Regions from separate parts of the Canis lupus genome. Here region 2 is linked to region 1. The links are chromatin contacts, called in public Hi-C maps. All regions are on one chromosome and are shown on one strand. The core of a region is the stretch at or near the end of the contact, and the rest is flanking DNA. Distances in the headings are between cores, read along the strand shown.

Evidence for each region. A called contact is a pair of places that touch in the nucleus more often than the background predicts.
Region 2: a Hi-C map of blood shows a contact between it and region 1, with 2.4 times the contacts expected there. The contact joins the promoter of TRMO here to the promoter of XPA in region 1. A contact is called at or near these places in 2 of 9 Hi-C or Micro-C datasets (both in blood).

What each region holds. Positions count from the first base shown.
Region 1 is chr11:55,328,862-55,333,509 of UU_Cfam_GSD_1.0, reverse strand. XPA (DNA repair protein complementing XP-A cells) reads left to right here and starts at 1,937. Exons shown (of 6, transcript XM_038552904.1): 1 at 1,937-2,108; 2 at 4,469-4,579. The coding sequence starts at 1,937.
Region 2 is chr11:55,535,703-55,540,350 of UU_Cfam_GSD_1.0, reverse strand. It overlaps TRMO (tRNA (adenine(37)-N6)-methyltransferase), which reads left to right and starts at 2,186. Exons shown (of 5, transcript XM_038552905.1): 1 at 2,186-2,337. The coding sequence starts at 2,262.

The DNA.
Region 1 (4,648 bases), core at 688-3,187:
TTTAAGTCTAGTTATCTTAGTGGTGGTAAAGTGGTATCTCACTGTACTTTTGATTTGTATTTCCCTAATGAGTAGTGATGAATATCTTTTCATGTGCTTGTTGGCCATTTGTATATAGTCTTTAGAAAAATATCTATTTAATTAAGTCCTTTGCTTATTTAAAAATTGGGTTACTTGCCTTTTTGTTATTCACTTATAAAATTTCTTTATGTATTCTGGATACTCGACCCTTTTCAGATATACGATTTGCAAATATTTTCTACCCTTCTGTGAGTTATCTTTTTCACTTTCTTGGTGGTGTTCTTTTTTTGTTTTTAAGATTTTATTTATTAGAGAGAGAGCAAGTACACAAGGAGGCAGAGTGGAAGGCAGAGGGAGGGGGAGAAGCAGGCTCCCTGGACTTTGGGATCATGACCTGAGCCGAAGGCAGATGCTTAACCGACTGAGCCATCCAGGCGCCTCTTGATGGTTCTTTGATGTACAAAAGTTTTAAATTTTGATGAAGTCCAAATTATCAAATTTTTGCTTTTATTGTTTGGGATTTTGGTGTTATATGGAATTTGAGATTTTGTCACCTGGACAAGGTCAACAAATAGGAAGGGAAAGGAATCTGAGGGGTAAGGAAACAGGGATTGCTTGAGAGATCTCTATCTCCATTCAACCAGAAGATCTGAGCATTTATCTGCTTTATATAATGTTCTCCAGATTTAAAAAATATATATTAAATATAGATTATATTTATATATTAAATATACTAAGTTATATTTAACATATATGAATAATATAATCAACAAATTAGATTAAATAAATAAATTAATAATAAATAAATTAGAACCACTAGGTGGTTCTGCTAAAATTTTAATCATTGAAAACTAGTGTGAAACCTCGGTGTTCTGAAAACTAGTCTTTAATGATATATGTAATAATTAGAAGATAATGGGCCTTCTGGTTTCATTTGAAATTTCGTTTGTAATAAAAAAGCATACGTTTTTGGGAAAGCATGCAATATTTCTTGCAAAATGCTCCATTTACCACACTTTTGGGAAGTCAGGATTTGACTCAAATCCAAACCCACTGTCTACCTGGTGGCATTTCATCCGCACTGAAGGAATATTTCATGGAAAAGACAGCCAAGTTCGTGCATATCAGCTTTGGTACCCCTGATGTCATATAGCGGGTGAGAGTTAGAACCCAGGGTTTCCCATTTCGAATCTAAGGCTCTGCCCCCTAGGCCATGTTTTCATAATAAAGTCAGATGAATCATCTATGGGGCTTTTTTGACTGGCACTGCTAGTACTACTAGCTGCTATTATTTTTGGAAGCTTTCTACATGCCAGGCGTTGGGCTGGACACCTTGGCCGCTAATCTATCCAACAACCCAGGAAGCGGTCTGTCATCATCCTCGTTTAGCTCCTGAAGAAATTTACCTGAGGTTACGTAAGTTGTTCAAGCAACCAATGGTAAATGTCAGAGCTAGAACTTAACCCAGATTTGACTCCAAAGCGTATATTCTGGACCACCAGGCAAGACCAGGATTTTGAGGAGGACCGGGTCCTGGACACCGCCCTCAGCCCCGCCCCTTCTAGTTCCCTGCCTTGACGCTGCGCAGGCCCCGCCCCCTCCTCCCGCCCCGCCCCCTCCTCCCGCCCCGCCCCCTCCTCCCGCCCCGCCCCCTCCTCCCGCCCCGCCCCCTCCTCCCGCCCCGCCCCCTCCTCCCGCCCCGCCCCCTCCTCCCGCCCCGCCCCCTCCTCCCGCCCCGCCCCCTCCTCCCGCCCCGCCCCAGCCGCCTCAGGTCGCGCAGGCGCTCTCCTTCTCAGCGGCCGCCGAGCGGAGTCGCCCGGGAGGCGGTGCCGGCGTCCTGACCGGGCGCTGGGCGGGCTTCGGCGCCAGTGCGCGTGCGCGGGGCCGGAGCCTCGGCTCTCCGGGGCGTCTGGAGATGGCGGCCGCCGGGGGACCCTCGCCGGAGCCGGCGGCTTCGGAACCGCCGGCAGAGCTGCCTGCCTCGGTGCGGGCGAGCATCGAGCGGAAGAGGCAGCGGGCGCTGATGCTGCGCCAGGCCCGGCTGGCGGCCCGGCCCTACCCGGCGACGGCGGCTGCGGCTCCCGGAGGTCTGGGCCCTGGCGGCGCCTGCCCCTTCCCTCCGGCGGGCCCGGTGCCGCGCGGGGAGGCCGCTCCCAGGGCCGACGCGGAGCCCAGAGCGCCAGCGGTTAAGCGCTGGAGCCCGGGCCTCCTCCCTGCACCCAGGTGGCCCCGCTCCCCGCTGAGGTTGGGGGATGCGGCCGCCCTCACCGGTCGGGGCGTCCCAGCGGGTGTCGGGCCGTCGGGGCGTCGGGCTGTCGGTCGGCGCCTTAGCTTTCCCTTTCCGGCCCCGCTGCGCGTCCAAGGGCCAGGGGTGGGCCTCGCATATAAAGCGTTCAGGCTCGTGGCCCATTTCGGGGATCACCCCGCACCGCCCCCGGGTTCATCCCCGTCACCAAAAAGGCGACTGCGCGCGTATTGGGATCCTGCACCTGCTACGTGCCGGGCACCGCGGGCAAACGGACGCGAGCGACTGGCTTCGTGAGGCTCTCTAGGGTAGCACCTGCTGTGACTCCCATCTCTCGAGTTAGCTGACTTGTTAACTTGGAGATAATCAGGGCAGGGTTGGGGAGCGGTGATTTACTGAGGACCAGAGAAGGAAAGGGATCTGCCTGTCCGGCTTCATCGCGGCGGGTTCACAAGCTAATCAGGACTAGAATGGAGCGCATCCCGTCCCATACTGGCTTCTTGGCCTTTTCCTGCCACCAACTGCTTCTGTGCCAGGCGTCTGTTACATCTGTCTGAAATTTATCCCCCCCGCCCCCTTTTCTTAGGGCAGCCCTTGACTGCATGTCTTTCATGTAGGTACCTTTATGTCCTATAACTTTGCACTGTCGTCTTCCTTTGGGCACCTAAAATAGTTTGGTGGACATGCAGTTTTTCAAGACTGCCTCTATGACATGAAGTACACCTGTTCCTAAAGCTACATGCTATACTGTGTTGAGCGTACTTTAGAGCTGTGTCATCTACTACCCCTTTTCATCAGCCAGAAGAAAAGAAAAATGACAGGAGCTGATAGCATGTCTTGATATTCATACTGACACTGGATCTGCCAATTCTAGCTACTTTGGAGAGTTCTGGTTTCATCCTGTTTTCTAGTTTGTTTTTTTAAATTCCTTTCTCCAGGGTCCCTGGGTGGCTCAGTGGTTTAGCACTTGCCTTCAGCCCAGGACGTGGTCCTGGAGTCCTGGGATCGAGTCCCACATCGGGCTCCCTGCATGGAGCCTGCTTCTCCCTCTGTCTGTGTCTCTGCCCCCCACCCTCTCTCTCTGTGTGTCTCATGAATAAATAAGTAAAACTTTTTCTTTTTTTTTTTTTCTTTTTTTAATAGAGAGAGAGACAGAGACAGAGACACAGGCAGAGGGAGAAGCAGGCTCCATGCCAGGAGCCCAACGTGGGACTCGATCCTGGGTCTCCAGGATCGCACCCTGGGCCAAAGGCAGGCACTAAACCGCTGAGCCACCCAGGGATCCCCAAGTAAAACTTTTTAAAAAAATTCCTTTCTCAACTTGAGATGTTCTAGAGTCAGGACGAAAGTTGTTCATTTGCGTTAATTCATACTCATGATTTCACCAAGCTTTGTAGATCTGTACTAAATGGCTGTGGAATGGATGCAAAAAAGAACATAGTATTAAACTTCTGATCATGCAAAGCAAGGCAGGCTGAATATTCTGTTAGGGCACTTATCTGAGAACTGAACTGAACTATGCTGTAACATGGTATACACCCTGCTGAGCTTCAAGGAGTTCGGTTTGGACCAGCTGGAGTAGTCGAGCCCATAACTTGAGCAAGATACTGAACAATGCTCAGTCATGCCAAGACAAAGCCCCATTTCTCTCTGCTGCTCTGCCTGGATGTTTCCCCTGGCCCTTAGCACCACATTCTAAGCAACTTCTCAGTCTTTTCCTATGTGCTTTAGCCTATGTGCTAGCGCAGACATAAAATGAAAATCTTACAGTAGGCTGAAATAAAAATACTGAAGACAAATCTCAGCACCAAATATGATACTGAAGCTTCCAATCTGTATGTGATATATTTCTCTATTTATATTTAGGTCTTTGATTTTATTCTAAGTGGTGGTTGCATTGTAGAGGTGTTACACCTCTTCCTAGATGTTATTTCTCAGTTCTGATTGTAGATTCTCGTAGATATTCTACATACATAATCACATTATCTGTGGATAAAGACTGTTTTTATTCCTTTCCAGCCTATATGCCCATTTTATTTTCTTACCATTGTGCACTAGTTGGGTCCTTCAGTATAATATTGGGTAGAGGTGTTAATAGTGGACATCCTTGTCTTGCTTGATATATATTAACCTGTTTATGCACAAAGGAACATATGGGCTTACCTAGTTAAGCCATTGACCACTTTTACTTACTTTTCATAGGTATGGCTAATGTAAAAGCAGCCCCGAAAATCATTGACACAGGAGGAGGCTTCATTCTGGAAGAAGAAGAAGAAGAAGAACATAAAATTGGAAAAGTTATCCATCAACCAGGTAGAGTGTATTTTCAGAAACTAGGTATCTAGATTGGTCATTTTGAGTAACATGCATAACTCTTTGTAA
Region 2 (4,648 bases), core at 937-3,436, 210 kb before region 1:
AGAACCAAAAGTTTTGCAACCATCTACCCCTACTTTATAGGTACAATAGTGGTTCTTAAAAATCCATGAATCCTATGCTATTAAATCTAAAATGATGCATGAGAAGTCCTGAAGCTTTAGTTGTTTTTTCAAAGGGATACTTCATCCAAATGAAAGATTAAGAACCATTTTTAAATGTAGGATGATGACCACCTATATCAGAATCATTTAGGTTTTTGTAAAGGAATATTCCCAGGTCTTACCTCCAAAGAAACAGTTGCCTTAAAAACTACAAATAATCAGATATAACTCTGGAAAGGATAATAAAAAAAGCCTCAGAGCACATAATAAAGGTGCTACATATTTAAGTTCCTATTTTCCATAAAGAGAAAATTTACCTTTGAAATTTAGATGTAGCAAGCTAATTCAGTGTTTCCAAATCGGCCTTGCATCTCAGTATACTTGTTACACTCTGTAATGCATGATTGTGGCCTGATTATCATGAGATAATAATGTCTAGGGTCAGGCGGGCAAATACCTCTCATTTTCCACAATGGTTTGTCCACAAATTAAGCGAGATGTATCACTTTCAACACCACCATCTAGCGGCAAACTCGATGCCAGGTGTTACTGCCCCAGTTTTACGAAGTATATATATAGCTCAATTGTTCTCAAACTTGTTTCTGCAGGTGCACAGATGAATGGCATTTCTCCTGGAAACAGATGCCATTAGGCATTGTTTTCCAATTTTTTCATGGACAGAAGACACATATATGAATTTTATCAATTTTAAAGTGTGTGTTTTATTTTTTATTTTAAAGATTTTATTTATTCATGATAGACACACAGAGAGAGGCAGAGACGCAGGCAGAGGGAGAAGCAGGCTCCATGCAGGGAGCCCGACGTGGGACTCGATCCCAGGTCTCCATGATCACGCCCTGGGCGGAAGGCCCCGCTAGACCGCTGAGCCACCCGAGCTGCCCTGTGTGTGTGTGTGTGTTTTAAATCACAACCTTCTCTTTAAATCTTTGGCTGTTACTGGTTGTTTTCTATTAGTGATCTATAACTCTGTGACAAGTGAAAAGAGGTTTAGCAACAGATTTTCATGGTTGAGCCTTTAACATCTGGGGACTTGCATGCTTTTGAATATTTTATATTCCAAGCCATATGTTCCCCCCGCCCCACACAGGTTTTTTTTTTTTTTTTAAACCCAGACACAGAACTGTATGTACAGAGAAACTTGATATAGGAAGGAGATGACGTTACAAGTAAGTAGGTAAAAAGGTAGTAGCATCGCTGCAAGGATAACTGTTTTTATCGCGTGGGATGAAAACAGGATTCTTGTTGGCTCTCAACTTTTCACAGCTGAACAGAAAAAGATCTTTAGGGCATCCCGGGGGGGCTCAGCGGTCTAGCGCCGCCTTCAGCCCAGGGTGTGACCCTGGAGACTCAGGATCGAGTCCCACGTCGGGCTCCCTGCATGGAGCCTGCTTCTCCCTCTGCCGGTATCTCTGCCCCGCCCACCCCCTGCGTCTCTCATGAGTAAATAAATAGAGTCTTAAAAAAAAAAAAAAAAAAGATCAGTCTCTCCCTTGTACATGGCATATTGGCTCTCAATTTCATTCTTGCTCCAGTTCCCGTTTGGCATGGAGCACAAAATCCAGTCCCCCCCCTCCCCACCTCTTAACCCCTATTCCAGTGACGTTCCCCATTAGAAATAAGGTTTACTTGGGGTTCCTTGCTGACAAAACATCGTTTTACTATGGGAAAAATTAAAGTATACAGAAGTATAAAATAATCATGTGTGTTCTCACCACTCAAGAATGTCTAATTTCCTGACATCCGACCACTAGGTTATGTGGTAACTGTACGTACACATCCTTTTTCTTTAAAAATCAGTGTCCTTCACTGGACACGTAGACTCCTATATTAATGTTCCGAGAGAGGCATCCTAGTGCGTAATTCTTCATGGAAGCGCCCCCCTCGGCAAGCGCAGGAAATCGGGAGTCACTGGTGGTGAGTCGCAGAGGATCAGAGCGAGGAGACGGAGAGCCGGGCCCGGGAGAGGAACCGAGGCCGGGAAAGGGCTTCAGGAAACCCAGCGAAACCCTCCGGGTGCCGCCGGCCGCGCCCGCTAAGGGCGCTCCCCGCTCCCCGCCCCCCGCGCATGCGCCAGGCTCTGGGTCCGCACCTTCCAGGGCGGCTTCTGCGCAGGCGCCAAGCTCGGGGACCGGAAGCGGAAGGCCTGTCGCCTAGGGTCGACACCTCAGTGAGCAGCAGCTATGCGCGGCTCGGAGGAGCCGGGGTCTCGGCCCGCAGCGACCCCGTGCGGGTGCGTGAAGCCGGCTCTGGAAACAGGTAACTTCTGACAGACCCGCGGTTCCGCACCCGAAGGAGGCCTAGGCGCAGGCCGCTGACTTGACGGCAGAGAGGGACACAAGACGCGACAAGTTGAACCAAAGTGCGTCATTATACTTATTGCGAAGCCACGGATCACGTGCACGGGCGACCACGTGATTTTGCCGAGGCGAGCGGAATGATGTCATCTCCTGTTGCGGGGTAGCTGCGGCTGGGTCGGGCTTGGCGCGGTGGCTGGAGCAGCCACGTGCTGATCAGCAGCAGCCTTTCTCGCAGAGGTCGTGCTCCTGTGAGAGTGAGGATGCGAACGCCGGTGTTAGCGGGTTTGGAATTAATAAATACGAGAGAGAGGCATCCTGTACTAAGGGAAGTGAGGCGGGAGAGACGGGAAATCTTTTTATACTGGTTCTGGAAGAGATGGGCATGAGTTTGTTTTCACGTCATTATAGAGAGAATATTAGATTAGAAGAAGCAAATGGAAGAAAATTAAAATCTGCTGTCACCCAGAGAAAACCACACTTAATATCCTGGAGTCTACTTTCCATTCCTGTTTCAGTTCATGCACGGTAGAAAAAGGGGATTATGTGACGCCACTGTTTTATGACTTTTTTTCTAAAACTTAAGTTCCCTATAAATCTATGGCCATTAATAATTTTAAGGGATTGCACATTATTCTGCGTTAAAAGAAAAAATTTTTTTAAATTTATTTGAGAGAGGGAAAGCATGCGTTCACATAAGCAAGGTGAAGATGGAGAAGCAGGCTCCCCACTGAGCAGAGAGCCCCATGTAGGGCTCGATCCTAGGACCCTAGGATCATGACCGGAGCCAAAGGCAGATGATTAACCAACTGAGCCACCCAGGCACCCCCATTTTGCTTTAGAGATGTGTTCTGATTAACCAGTTACTTACTGTTGGGCATTTAGGTTACTGCCAGTTTTCAATTGGAAGAAAATTCTTTTTTTTTTTGGAAGAAAATTCTTAAAACTAAAATGTTTGTGCACATGTTATAAAAATTTAACTTAGATTAAATTTACTAAAAGTACTGTAACTTGGTCAAAGGTTGTGCTCATTTAAAAAAAATTATTGCACAGTGCCAGATTACAGGTCTAATATTTCAATATGCAGGAAGGAACAGGGCTCAGAGGTCTACATAGCATGGAATGGGGGAGCTGTAAGTTTGAAATACTGGATGGAGGTTTATTGAATTCACACTGTAGAGAACCTTGATTTTAGTATACAGGCTGCTGTAGCAAGCCCTGTAGAGAACCTTGAATATCAGGTTAGGAAATATAACCTCTGCTAACAGAAAGGTGGAAAATTTAGCAAGAGGGTAGCATAAAATTAAGGAACGCGGAATCTGGAGTATTGATATAGTGCACAAGGGGAAGGGCCTGTAATGGGGACATGAATTAAGACAAGGTTAATTTAACAGTCCAGGCAGGAAGGCAAAAGGACCTGAACTATCTGTCAACACTAAGACATACAGTTAAACTTTGTGTATAAAAACTCTGCATTAGGGCAGCCCGGGTGGCTCTGCGTGCCGCCGTCAGCCCAGGGGTGATCCTGGAGACCTGGAATCGAGTCCCATGTTGGGCTCTGTGCATGGAACCTGCTTCTCCCTCTGCCTGTGTCTCTGCCTCTCTCTCTCTGTCTCTCTCTCTCATATTAATAACTAAATAAATCTTTAAAAAAAACTCTGCATTAATAACTTGTTGGTTTTTTCTCTTACTACACAATTAATACAGTTGTATTGTTAAAATGAGGCGAAAGCCTGAATAGGAGCTTGGAAAATCAATCTTTGTTGAGCACTTTCTGTTGTACTAGGTGCTTTACATATTTTTTCTATGATATCGAGACATATTATGAGGTTCTCCCCCAAACGTTACTTCCATTGTATTCAGAGTTCTTGTTTTGGTTTCTTTTTAAGATTTTATTTATTTACTCACGAGAGGCAGAGACATAGGCAGAGGGAGAAGCAAGCTCCCTGTGGGGAGCTTGATGCACTTCTCCATCCCAAGACCCCAGGATCATGGCCTGAGCTAAAGGCACATGCTCAACCACTGAGCTACCCAGGTGCCTCTCTTGGTTTTTTTTTTTTTTTTTTTTTACCCAAACTTAGCTTAATATTGGGCAGTTGTATGCAGTTGGAAAGTGTTTGTTAAGCAAATGAAAGCAGGACACAGGGATCCCATCTTACTAGGTTAGGGGTCCTTTTTTGGCCCTTTTTCTTTATGACATTTTAATGAACACCAAAGAATTGTTTGGCCTCAGTTTCTTCATCTTTAAGGTATTTATTGTCTATTCTACGGGA